2 separate regions of the Mus musculus genome follow, and region 2 is linked to region 1. Evidence: chromatin contacts called from public HiChIP or PLAC-seq data. All regions are on one chromosome and are shown on one strand. The core of a region is the stretch at or near the end of the contact, and the rest is flanking DNA. Distances in the headings are between cores, read along the strand shown.

Region 1 (5,759 bases), core at 1,556-4,055:
ATGTGAAAGTGGGTGAGAATGATGGTTTACCTGTATCCCCAGGGACTGCCCTCAGGTCATAAGACTTGGCAGCAAGTGTCTTTACTCACTCGGCTGCCTCGATGGCCCCAAACAGATACCATTATGTTATTTAACATATGGTTAAAGATTTTGCATAAACGAGCACTCACTAATATGTCGGGAGCACCAATCCAGCAGTGAGCACAAATCATTTGGGGGGGCCTAGCGGTTGCCTTTCTGCTGTTCTGAGACTTTCTGGAAACTGACAAGTGCGAGAGGAAACTAAAGGTAGAGAGGGGAGGAGGCAGGAGAGGGAGAGAAGAAAAGGAGTCGACAGGGCAAGAGTCATAAGACAAAAAAACAAACCAAGAAGAAAAACGCCTTTGGGTCAAGGTAGAGTCCAACCTGAAACTAAGTCAGTTATCCATCTAGAAGGACCTTTAAGAGGTATTTTGACTCAGTAGTCACCATATTGTGTTTCTTCATGGAATTTTAAGATTAAGCACACACACACACACTGCTCAGTATGCTCCCAGGGGGCTGACATTTGGGACTTTTTTACAATACTACATGGAAAACAACCTTGATAATCCTATGTTGGTCTCCAAAATCATTCTAGAAATCCCATTGTTTTGTGAAACCCAGAAGTCTAGAGCCACTGGCCCAGTCCTTCTCTGGTCCTTTCCATCTTACTAAAGTAGCCTGTGATGTGTCCAAGGCTACTCAATTGGAAAATTCCCTAGCAACTGAGACAGAAAACCCAGTCTCCAAATGTCTGGCTATGTCCAGTGTTGACTCATTGCCAGACGACCCATTTGCCTGACATTTTCAAGAGACTTGGACAGGAAGGTGTCGTGCCATGACCACAGGCCAAGGCAAATCTGAAGACCAGGCCTCACATGACTGCGAGTAGAAAATCGCTAGCTCACTTCTCTGTATCATAAACTGACAAATTCAAATAAGGAGAGGGTTGGCTCAGAGAGGAAACATCAGGAAATGATTATTTAAGATTAAGAGTCTTGTTTCTAGACATATGTGGTAAAATATTGTCTGGATTAATTTTATTTGTTTCCTTTGATGAAGCCAAATTAACTTAAACCAACTGTTAGAAGAACTGCTGGTTATTAACACTACTGTCACATAGTCTAAAATATTCACCCTAGAGGCTTCTTATTTAAAAATTCCAAAGTGCCTTTAATAATTAAAAATCACCTAATGACTGCATTCATTAGGATTACATCCCGGTAGGTTCTAAAACATAAGAGAAATTTTTGAACAGAAAAATTGCTACCCAGTTCCTCTCCTCTCTTCCATTTTCTCAAGGAAGAAGGGAGCATTTCAAAGTCATGGATTCCAACTGGACAGCAAAAAAATTTATGAAAATAGGCTAGGGATGCTCTCAAGGACAGCTTCCATAAGCTCTAGAAAGTAGCATTTCCCCAGAACTACAGAAGCCGAGAGCTGCCATCTCAGGAGAAGGAGCACTAAGACTTTGGCCAGGTTACGTTCCATGGCCATTGCTGATAGCACACTATTTCCGAGTGTGATGTGATCCTGTTTCTGGCTGACATTAGCAGTTAAATCTGTACATGGTGGAAAGACAGCTGCTGTCACTAATGTCAAGGAGTGTCATCTAATTTGTGGAGGCAAATTTGCCTCCATTGTGACATCTACCTTCTCTGCCCCCGACACCAGAACTCTTATTTTTAGGTCTTTGGACTTAAACCAGCAGTGGCACCAGCAGCTCCCTGGTCCTCAAGCATTCAGGCTTGTTCTAGACCTACAACAGCCGCTCCAGGCTTGTTCTAGACCTACAACAGCCGCTCCTTCAGCTCTCCAACCTCCAGACAGCAGAGCCTCGAAGCCTCCACCAGCTAATCCCTCATAAGAAATTTATTATTATACCTTTCTGGTCCCTACTCCTTCTGTGTCTCTAAATTAGTCCAACCTAGCCCTCTAATCCAATGACTTATGTGAGTCACGTTCAGGCAGCAATCACCCTGCTAACACCCTTAACAGGCGGATTGTGTGTGGACACATACACATGCTTTTCATTATATCCTCTTTCGTACCCTCATTTCCCTTATAAAAACTCTTGGCCCCCAAGTCACATTGGACAACGTGTGCACATAACAGCTGTCAATCACACACAGAGGGATTAGCTGGTGTGCGCAATATGTTGCAATAGCATGTCATCTGGAAACAAGGTACCACTTAAGAAGTAAAGGACCCTGCTTGGGCAAAGGGAATCTTTTTACCTCTCAGTAGCTTTGTGACCCCGGCTGGAATTCACCACTCCTAGCCTCTGTTTTCTCATCTATAAACAAGCAGATGCAGCACACAAGCTCGGTAAGTTCCCCTGCAGCCTTAACAGTCAAGCTCTATACAAGTACAAATGACTTCATAACCACCACCAACAAAAACTAAGCATGTGTGCCCCAGCCGGAGGGTTAGCAGAATCTGTGGCCGACTGTAGCCAAACTTAGACTTTAATGTGGGGTTCCTTTTACAGTTGGTTTTGGAATATAATCAAAACCCAAAAGGAAGTGAGATTCCAATCCCTAAGTAGGTCCAGCCATCATTTTTTTTTTAAAGTACAAAAGATAAATTTGCAAGCCTCAAGGGTAGAGGGAGATATGATGGCTGTACCAGCAAAAAGGCTACATGGGACTGGTTAAAGAGGCAAAACCCTAATGCCAGGCTCTGAGATGCCAGCCAATTACACAGCCAGACCTCCGGGGGACATCCAGACCAAGCTCCAGCTTCCTCGTGGACACTAGTGGCTGCCATGCTACATAGAGCCATTCAGAGCCAGGGCACACAGGCCCTGGGCTACGCAGCCTCTGCCTTATGCTATAAAAAGCAAGCTGGCCCCAGACCAACCAGAAGCATCAGCATTTATCAGAGCATTGATGGGCTTTCAGACGCAGAAAAGTCTTGTTCTCTGAATGGGGGCCAGGAGGATCAGGTCTTTAAACAATATGGCACAGCTTGAGGACCTGCCTGGGGTGTCTGGGAGTTAAAATAATCAAAACCAATGGTAATAATGCGCCCAGGAAGCAGCTCTACAATGCAGATCCCCCACTCAGTAGTTAGCCCACTAATGACATTAGCTGGTATGAAATACAAATAGGAGAAAAACAATCTAAGCCAATTATACTGATTATGCCGCTGACATCAAAAGGTACAGCAGATGAAGCTGAATTTCCATATATTAATATTTAAGCCAGTATCCACTGCAAAGTAACACACATAATGAAGGCCCACTAGATTTCAGTACACACTGCTAAAAATCTCTAATCAAGCAAAAAAAAACAATTTTCTAAATGATAATTAGCAGTAATCATGTTCTTTAAGTGCAGAGTATTATAAAGTACAAACTGATTTTTTTTTTTAATGTGAATAGCAAAATTCCTTGTACTGGCAGTAGCATGACAGATGTAAGGGCAGAGGCTCCCAGCTCTGATTTAAGTGCCTCTCCAGTCACGAGAACAGTTGCATCTGTGATTGGGATGATCAAAAAGTGCATTGCCGATTATCAAAGACAGTCTTGACTAGGTGGAGTGCTCTACTTGAGGCAGAGGAGGGAGGAGTCAAGAGAAGGAGGAGGCAATAGAAGTAGAAGGAGGGCTTAACCCCTTACTTCCTAAGGTATTTTGCTGAAACAAAGTACAGGTCTAGCCAAGCCTTGAGCTGGCGTTGTTTTTTATCGCTCGGTGGGTATAGCAGCTGTGCAAATGCCGTCCACATGGGGCAAGACGAAATTCCTGCCAAGTGAGCGAGGAGAAATGTGAGCTCCATTTGCTTTACTGCCCATGCTCCTGTGAGGAGTTGCATAAAGGGAGAAAGTAGCTAATTAAAGCAACAATATAGACCCCACTCCGGGCGAGTATGCACCCATTCACATGATGTTTGAGACTCCTGGTACTGAGATACTGGGTAAGAACAAAGCCAGGCGTGTACACGCCACGAAATCACGGACGCCACTGTAATTGTCTTGTGCTGTCCACAGATGTGCTCATCAGCTGTTCCCCCATCGTGACCAACGCCTTGGTGATCAGCTTCCGAAGAGAAGAGGCCTCTTTTGGCTCTCAGTTTCTGAGGTTTCAGCCCGAGAGCCACTTGGAGATATGGCTTTTAAGCCTTGGTAATGAGGCAGCATGTGGGAGAGTGGAACAAAAGAGCTTCAACGTCCAGAAGGAGAGAGGACGAGGCAGGAGCTCTACCAAGGCCTCTGAGGACCAATGACCTGAAGCGCTCCTGCTAGGCTCCGCCTCCTAAGGTTCTATCACCTCCCAGTAGTCCCATGCTGCCCTCAGACAAAGCATGGACCTTTGAGGACATTTCAGACCTAAATGCTGTCAGCACAGAGCTCATTATGTCTTTTAATTCTTTGAAATGTGAAGAAAAAAATGCTTCTACTGTCTGGGAGGAAGGATGGTACAGAATAAGTGAGTGACGTTCTTAGAATCCTGTGGCCAACCCCAAAGTGGATATACAAGAGCAAAGTGATTCCTGTCGCAGTGATGGTGTGACATTTCAGATAAGCTAGAAGTGGCACGCAGCCAAGGCTTGAGCGCCCTGGCAGAGAAGCAGTTCCTGTGTAATTCTCAGTGTTTCGATCTGAATTATCATCACACCAGCAAAGTGCCCTTAATAACCTGTGAGAATACAGCTGTGTCTCATGGTTGGTTGCACCATCACCACCAACGTCCTTTTAAAAACTCGAAATTCAATTAATCTAAAAGCTTTAGATACGATAAGGTTTGGATTCATTCATACAATACCAAGCATCGAATCGACTCTTTGTCCTTCAGCAGTCCTGGGAATCTGGCAGAAATCTTAAGAAAAACCCTAGTGCCTAAAACCTGCAAGACTAGAAACTCACCATCACTAAATCTAAAGTACGTAGCTACAAATGGGTCAAATGTATGTTCTATGTATTTTATCACAATAAAACATGGAGACATAATTTGCAAAAAGTTATACTTCAGGCTGAAAATGTTAATGATAGTAATAACAGTAGTTAAAAGAAGTAACTACAACATAGAATGTAGAAAGTGTTTCAGAGTTTTATCAATTTTTTTAATATTGTTTACTTTGGGGGGGGGCACACAAGTGCCATGGTGCAGACGTGGAGGTCAGAGGACAACTTGCAATAATCCATTCTCTACTTCCACCATAAGGGACAAAAATCGAACTCTGGTTGCTAGGTTTGGCAGCAAACACAGCCAGCATCTTTACCCTCACTGGCCCACAATGCACCTTTACCCTGATTGGCCCACAAAAGGGAATTTCAAATAGCATTTTGCTCTTGGATTTTCTTTCCCTTTATTTTCTTTTCTAAATGAGCCAATAAAGCCAGTTGTTGATGGCACAGTTAAAACTCCCTTTCACACAGCTACTATGTTGCTAGCAGCTCCTTCTAACCTGTGGGACGCTGAGTCTTTTAGCATTGCAAATTGCTTTGCTTGCTACCTAGTTTTCACCAGTCCTTAGCTGATGTCCTGCTGTCTGCCTCTAGCAGACACTGAGAAAGAGCAAGAAGCAGGAGCAACAAATGACTTTATAGAGTTCAGGGAGAAGCAGCTGCTTTAGATGAGAGGAATCTTCCCGACATTGGGATTGGGAGGTAAAATTGCAAGGGAACTGTGGGCTAAAACGAGAATTCAAAACGAGGTACTAATAACAACCTGTCTAGTCTATGGAAATCTGGTATTCTATACAGATTTACTCTCAATCTGAATATTTTTTAAGCA
Region 2 (5,759 bases), core at 1,666-4,165, 340 kb before region 1:
CCGGTATTTTCTACTCTCCTTGGGTTTATGGGGATCAAACCTCATCTGCTGTAAGTCATCTGTGTTGCAATTTAATAAGATGACTTTTCCTAACTGCTGTCCCCAACTAGTTTTGGAAAATGTTAATATATATATAACTCTCCGAATCTAAGAACATTAAAATTTTGCTTTCTGCCTTGTAAGTAGTTATGACGATTTCAGCAAAATTAGGCAGAAATGCGAAAGAGAAAAATCATACATCTGGCCCCATCATTCCCTGCTTACGTAGGCATTCAGTAGCCAAGCCCCCCTGTTCTTTCATTTTTGCCTAAATTTCTTTTTTTTTTTTTTCACTTTCTTCTCTCTTGGTGGAGGATATTGCATACTGTGTGATAGCTGTCTGGTTTTGTTTTTGTTTTTGTTTTTGTTTTTGTTTTGGTTTTGGTTTTGGTTTTGGTTTTGGTTTTGGTGTTGGTTTGGTTTTGTTTTGTTTTGCTTTGCTTTGTTGTAAGACAGGCTCTCACTGTATAGCCCAGACTGGCCTCAACTGCAGGAGTGTCCCCCCTTCTCCAACCTGCAAGAGTTATGGGACACAGACATCTGTGACATTTATAATGGGAATATTTTCACATATCCTGGAAAGTTTCATACGTCAAGCCTATTTCATCCCTACTCCCTTTTAGAGATGACTATAGATATTAGGTCTTGCCTCCTGCATTGCTGGAGGGTTGTTTGTTTGTTTGTTTGTTTGTTGTATAGGCAAAATTGTAATGCAAACATATGCAGGTTATCCTCACTGGCTAGTATAGAATGTGGCTTTGTGTCTTCCAGCCTTTCTCTGAGAGGGAAAAGTGAGAGGCTGGGGTTTGTTTGTTTGTTTGTTTGTTTGTTTTTTAAGGAGCCTGTCATAATTGTAACAATACGCATTTCACATTATGTATAGTTGAGTAACCACGAACTTGATCCCCAGAATCAAGAAGTAAGAAGACAGGGAACTGTCCTACAATGAAGCTATGGCACTGTCATGAGAATGTCTCTCTTTCCAATTTACTTTTTTGTTTCCAATGTATCCCAACCACAGTTTTCTCTCCTTCCATTCCTCCCAGCCTCCCCTCAACTCTGCTCCCCATGCCCTGCCCCCCATCCACTCCTCCTCCATTTCCCTTCACAAAAGAGCAGGCCTTCCAGGGATACCCACTGAATACCATGTAACAAGATACAGTACACTAGGCACAAAGCCTCCTATCAGGGCGGGGGTGGGAGGGTGGGGGGGTGGGCGGGGGGGGGGCGGGGGGCAAGGCCTAGGAAGAAAAAGGGTCACAGGAGCAAGTGAAAGACTTGGAGACAACCCTACTTCCACTGCTAGGAATCCCACAAAAACACCTAGCTAAAAACCACTAATATATATGCTGAGGACCCAGCACAGACCCGCGCAGGCTCCGTGATTACCACAGTAGTCGCTGTGAGCACCTAGGAACCCTGCTTAGTTGATTCTGTGGGCCATGTTGTCCTGGTGCCCTCAACTCTCTGGCTTCTGCAATCCTTTTCTCCCCTCTTCTGCAGGGTTCCCTAAGCTCCAAGAGAAGGGGCATGGTGAAGATCTTCAATTTGGGGCCTCTATCAGCCTTATGTTTGGTTGTGGGTCTCTGCATCTGTCCCCATCAGCTGTTAGTGGAACCCTCTCTGATGACGATTGGACTTCCGGGGGGCTTTCTCTTTCTGAGCCGTTTGTTCCTTGCACTTCACGTTACAAAGATCGGCTTCCAATTGATCCCAGAGTTCCCACAGCCGTCATGTGACAGGGATGGATTTGTGCTGATTCTCGGGACTGGCAAGAAGATTATGGGAGTTACTGGTTACTCTAAGAAGGAAACATTGTATGATAGTAGAGTTAGCATGGGCATTCCTTAATGATAAGCAGAAGACATAGTCTGATTGACCCCAGAAAATTTTTGTTTTGTTTTTGAGATATGATCAGATGTAGCTCAATCTGTCTGGAACTCACTATGCAGCCAAGATGGACTTTGAGCTTCGTCTTTGTTATTGTTGTTTTAAGATTTCTATCTATTTTATATATATATGGTTGTGAACCATCATGTGGTGGCTGGGAATTGAACTCAGGACCTCTTGAAGAGCAGTCAGTGCTCTTAACCACTGAGCCATCCCTTTAGCCCGTTTGTTTGATTTTTTTCCTTAAATCAGTTTTAAATAACTTTTTTGTGTTGTTTGTGTTCAGAATACGTACATCTGAACGTAGGGGGCATGCACACTCACCAGAAAAGGACCTCAGGCATCCTGTTATTTTCCTCTCTGCTTTATTACCCTCAGGTGATCTTCCTGCCTCTGTCAATAACACCCTGGGTTACTCATGGCCATGCCCAGCTTTTTATGTGGAAGCTGGGGATTTGAACTTGGGTCTACATACCTCTTCAGCAAACTCTCTTACCCACTGAGCAACCTCCAAAGCTTAACTCTGACCTTCTGACTCTCCTGCCTTCACTTCCTGTGTGCTGAGATCACCAGCTTATACCAGCAGGCCCAGTATATTTGGTGCTGAGAACGGAACCCAGGGCTTCATGCACATCAGGACAGCATTCTGTTGAGTATCCTTCACCTCTGCATTCTTCTTTATGGATCTACAAGGCCCATAAAGGTTACTAGCCGTGGCTGGAGGGTGGAGGCCCAGAAGAAACTCATGTTTGTATGCCCACATGCATCCTGGCTCAACCTAGCAAGGATGGGATCCCTGCCAGGCAGAATGTAGGAAATGCTCAGCCTCCCTTCCCAGCAGAGACACACAAGCTCTGGCCGGCTGTGCCCTTTCTCTATAGGCTCATATGCTCAGTTCTGGCTGTCTTTGCCTTTTAGCCCTTCCTTCCAGAGTCCCCGACTCACCTATCCGCTGGCCTCTCCTCAGCCTCTGTGGAGGACTGCACATGTGTGTGCAGACACACTTCTGCCACCTGGAGTCCTCTCTGTGTTTCCCCCTCTTTGTCTCATTTTGGTTCACAGCAGGGCTTCACGATTCTCTTGCATTCTGTTAATAAAAATTAAGCAATCAATTTTCTTCCCCTTCATTACATCTAATTCCCTCTCTAACTCAATTATTATTGCAACCCTGGCAAGTGCTTTGCAAGGCAGATGGCAGGAAGGACAGGTTGCCAAAATAAAGGGCATTGTTTGCTGAGGGATATTGTTTCCATGAAAGTGATGACACTTTCCTTCCAAGGATGGATTATTTTTTTTTTCTAAAATCAAATTCGTGTAGCTCTGTTAATGGAATAGGTTCGAGCAAGTGCTGCCAAGAGAAACATAGGCACATACAACAAACTATAGCAGCCATTAAGAGTACTTTATATAATTTAGTAATGTAAAATAATACGATGATATATATCATTTTCTTCGAAAGAAATTAGAATAAACGTATGATGTGACTTTGTGTTCCCAGCCCTTTGAGTTCTAAACTATCTCATTGCAAAGGTGGTTTATTTGGTGCCACAGTGCAGAGCCAGCCTGACAGATTAAGTCATAGTCCTTTATAGTGTTGCTTGGGAAATTTCTGTCTGACTAAGAGTGGCGGATATCCAAGCTCAAGTGCAAGCTCTGATCGACTGATCGATGGGTTGATTGCTATTGTCTGTGCCATTGTGAGAAGTAGGTAAGAAGGCAACGGGCACTCTCTGTAAGGAAACCCCTAAGGAAACTCAGCAAGAGTGGAGGGAAGTGTTCTTCCTCCGGGTTGAACCCTGAAGAAGTTTGGAAGGCTATTTTTTCCTCTTGTGCATGTGTGTGTGTGTGTGTGTGTGTGTACACGCACGTGAGCCTTGTGTGTGTGCTTGCATGTGTGTACATGTGCATGAGTCCTTCCGTGTGTGCTTGCATGGATGTGCACATGCGTGTATGAGCCTTGCCTATTGTGACTCAGGAACTACCCACCTTATTTTCTTGAGGCAGGTTTACTCACTGGCCTAGAACTCAACAAGCAGGATAAGATAGCTGTCCAGTGAGCCCCCATGGGTCCATGTCCTCAATTTACCAGTTTTGAGGTTTCAATTTTTGTCACCTGCCTGGCTTTTGTGTGTTGTATATGGGTTCTGGAGAACTGAACTCTGGCCCACATTCTTGTGCCAAGCACTTTCCCGTCTAAGCTATCATCCCAGCCATTCCCCTTTTGGAGACAGGGGTTTACTATATAGCCCTGGTTGGATTGGAGCTCACTGTGTAGACCAGCATGCCAGTTCTTTGAACTTACAGTCGTTCTCCTGTCTGTGCTTTCTAATTGCTGGGACTACATCTATAGAACACCATGCCAACCCCAGCAGGCTATTTCCATATTGTATTGGGTGGAGAGGCTGATCTGTTTTGTTGGGGTTTTCAGCTTGTTTGTTCTGTTTTTCTAGGTCTACTGTAGAATCAGTCTCCTTATTTGATAATCACACTCCAATTATAATTCTTTCTGCCATACTTATTAAACTGCCTTGACTCTCCTGCCTGTGTTTTCCTGGAACACTGCCTCTAGACATTTGTTTGTTTTTGTTTTTTTTCTAGAACACAGTAGAGTCCCTGAGATGGAGATCTCAGAGTCAAGATTATCAGTGAAAGGACCTTAGCCTACATCTTTCTGCAGGCCAGGAAACCTGGGCATCTCTGTCCATTAATTCCCAGAGTGGACTTGAATTTATCAGGACATAGTGAGTCTAAAAACATCTGGCCAGCCAGACATGGTGGCGCACGCCTTTAATCCCAGCACTTGGGAGGCAGAGGCAGGCAAATTTCTGAGTTCGAGGCCAGCCTGGTCTACAGAGTGAGTTCCAGGACAGCCAGGGCTACACAGAGAAACCCTGACTCGGGGAAAGAACAAAACAAAACAAAACAAAACAAAAATCAAAAAACATCTGGCCAAGATTTCCCTTCTCCTAAAACAACTTGGACATGCATTGCAAAAGAGATTGCTGGACATAAAGATGAAAAGTGTTTCCTTTGTACGATGCATTTATAACACAGGATAAAGCAGCAAAATACACTCGTCGTTGAAAACTCAAAAAGTGCAAACGAGCACAGTAAATTTTAAAAACAAAAAGCAAAATCACCTATAATTCTGGTCTATGGAGACATTGGCCATTGAAATGTTAATTCGTCTGAAAGCTTTTGCTGTTTAGACACGTCTGCTATGGCCACATAGCACATACACGCTGCCTCGTCCGCTTAGCTTGTTAGCTGTTTTAGTGAACTCCCAGTGGCTGTGAAGAAATACCTGAGATATCCATTTTAAAAGGAGCAAAGGCTTGTCTCAGCTCATGGTTCAGAGCTGTGACACAATAGCAGGGAGCATGTGACAGAACCCAGCTACTCACCTGGAACAACTGGGAGCAAAGGAGAGAAGAACTGCCCAAGGTCTCCATCTCACCGACCTACCGTCCATCACTTGCTTCAACTTGGCCCTACCTCCTCCAGGTCCCACCATCCCCCAGTAGCAGTGGGGACCAACTATTTATAAATATGCCGGATCTAAACATATTAATGTTGCTAATATGTTCGTCACTTTGCCAAACATACCTTAGTATGTTTAATGGCTGCAAAGTTACATGGACATACCATAAGTGGTTTTAATCACTTCGCTGTGTTTTGCAGTTAGAGAATTTCAGACAGTTAAGTGATAATATACGTTTTAGTCAACTGGCATCTCATCAATGCTTTATGCTTGTCGCCATGGTTACCTGTGGACAGATTAGTAGAGGTGAACCCGTGAGTCACGGTTAGTTTGTTTGCTTGCTTGCTTT

What was found. HiChIP or PLAC-seq counts read pairs in DNA pulled down with a chosen protein or histone mark.
Region 2: an H3K4me3 HiChIP or PLAC-seq map of embryonic basal ganglia shows a contact between it and region 1, with 2.9 times the contacts expected there. The contact joins the promoter of Rps18-ps4 here to the enhancer-like site in region 1. A contact is called at or near these places in 4 of 39 promoter capture datasets (the 3T3-L1 cell line, cranial neural crest, hippocampal neurons and 1 more), 1 of 484 Hi-C or Micro-C datasets (bone marrow-derived macrophages), 3 of 115 datasets of contacts at active chromatin or transcription factors (VIP interneurons, embryonic basal ganglia and oligodendrocyte precursor cells) and 1 of 9 other capture datasets (embryonic stem cells).

What each region holds. Positions count from the first base shown.
Region 1 is chr13:97,407,392-97,413,150 of GRCm38.p6, reverse strand. No RefSeq gene overlaps it. Among named protein-coding and RNA genes, the nearest start is that of Lncenc1, 25 kb to the left of the region's middle. Within about 2 kb of position 2,805, at least 18 of the 459 cell types and tissues checked have an H3K27ac peak or open chromatin away from gene starts, as enhancers often do. A contact at or near this core is called in VIP interneurons and embryonic basal ganglia, where this site is marked.
Region 2 is chr13:97,748,268-97,754,026 of GRCm38.p6, reverse strand. It overlaps Rps18-ps4 (ribosomal protein S18, pseudogene 4), which reads right to left and starts at 2,915. Exons shown (of 3, transcript NR_152263.1): 1 at 2,875-2,915; 2 at 2,458-2,615.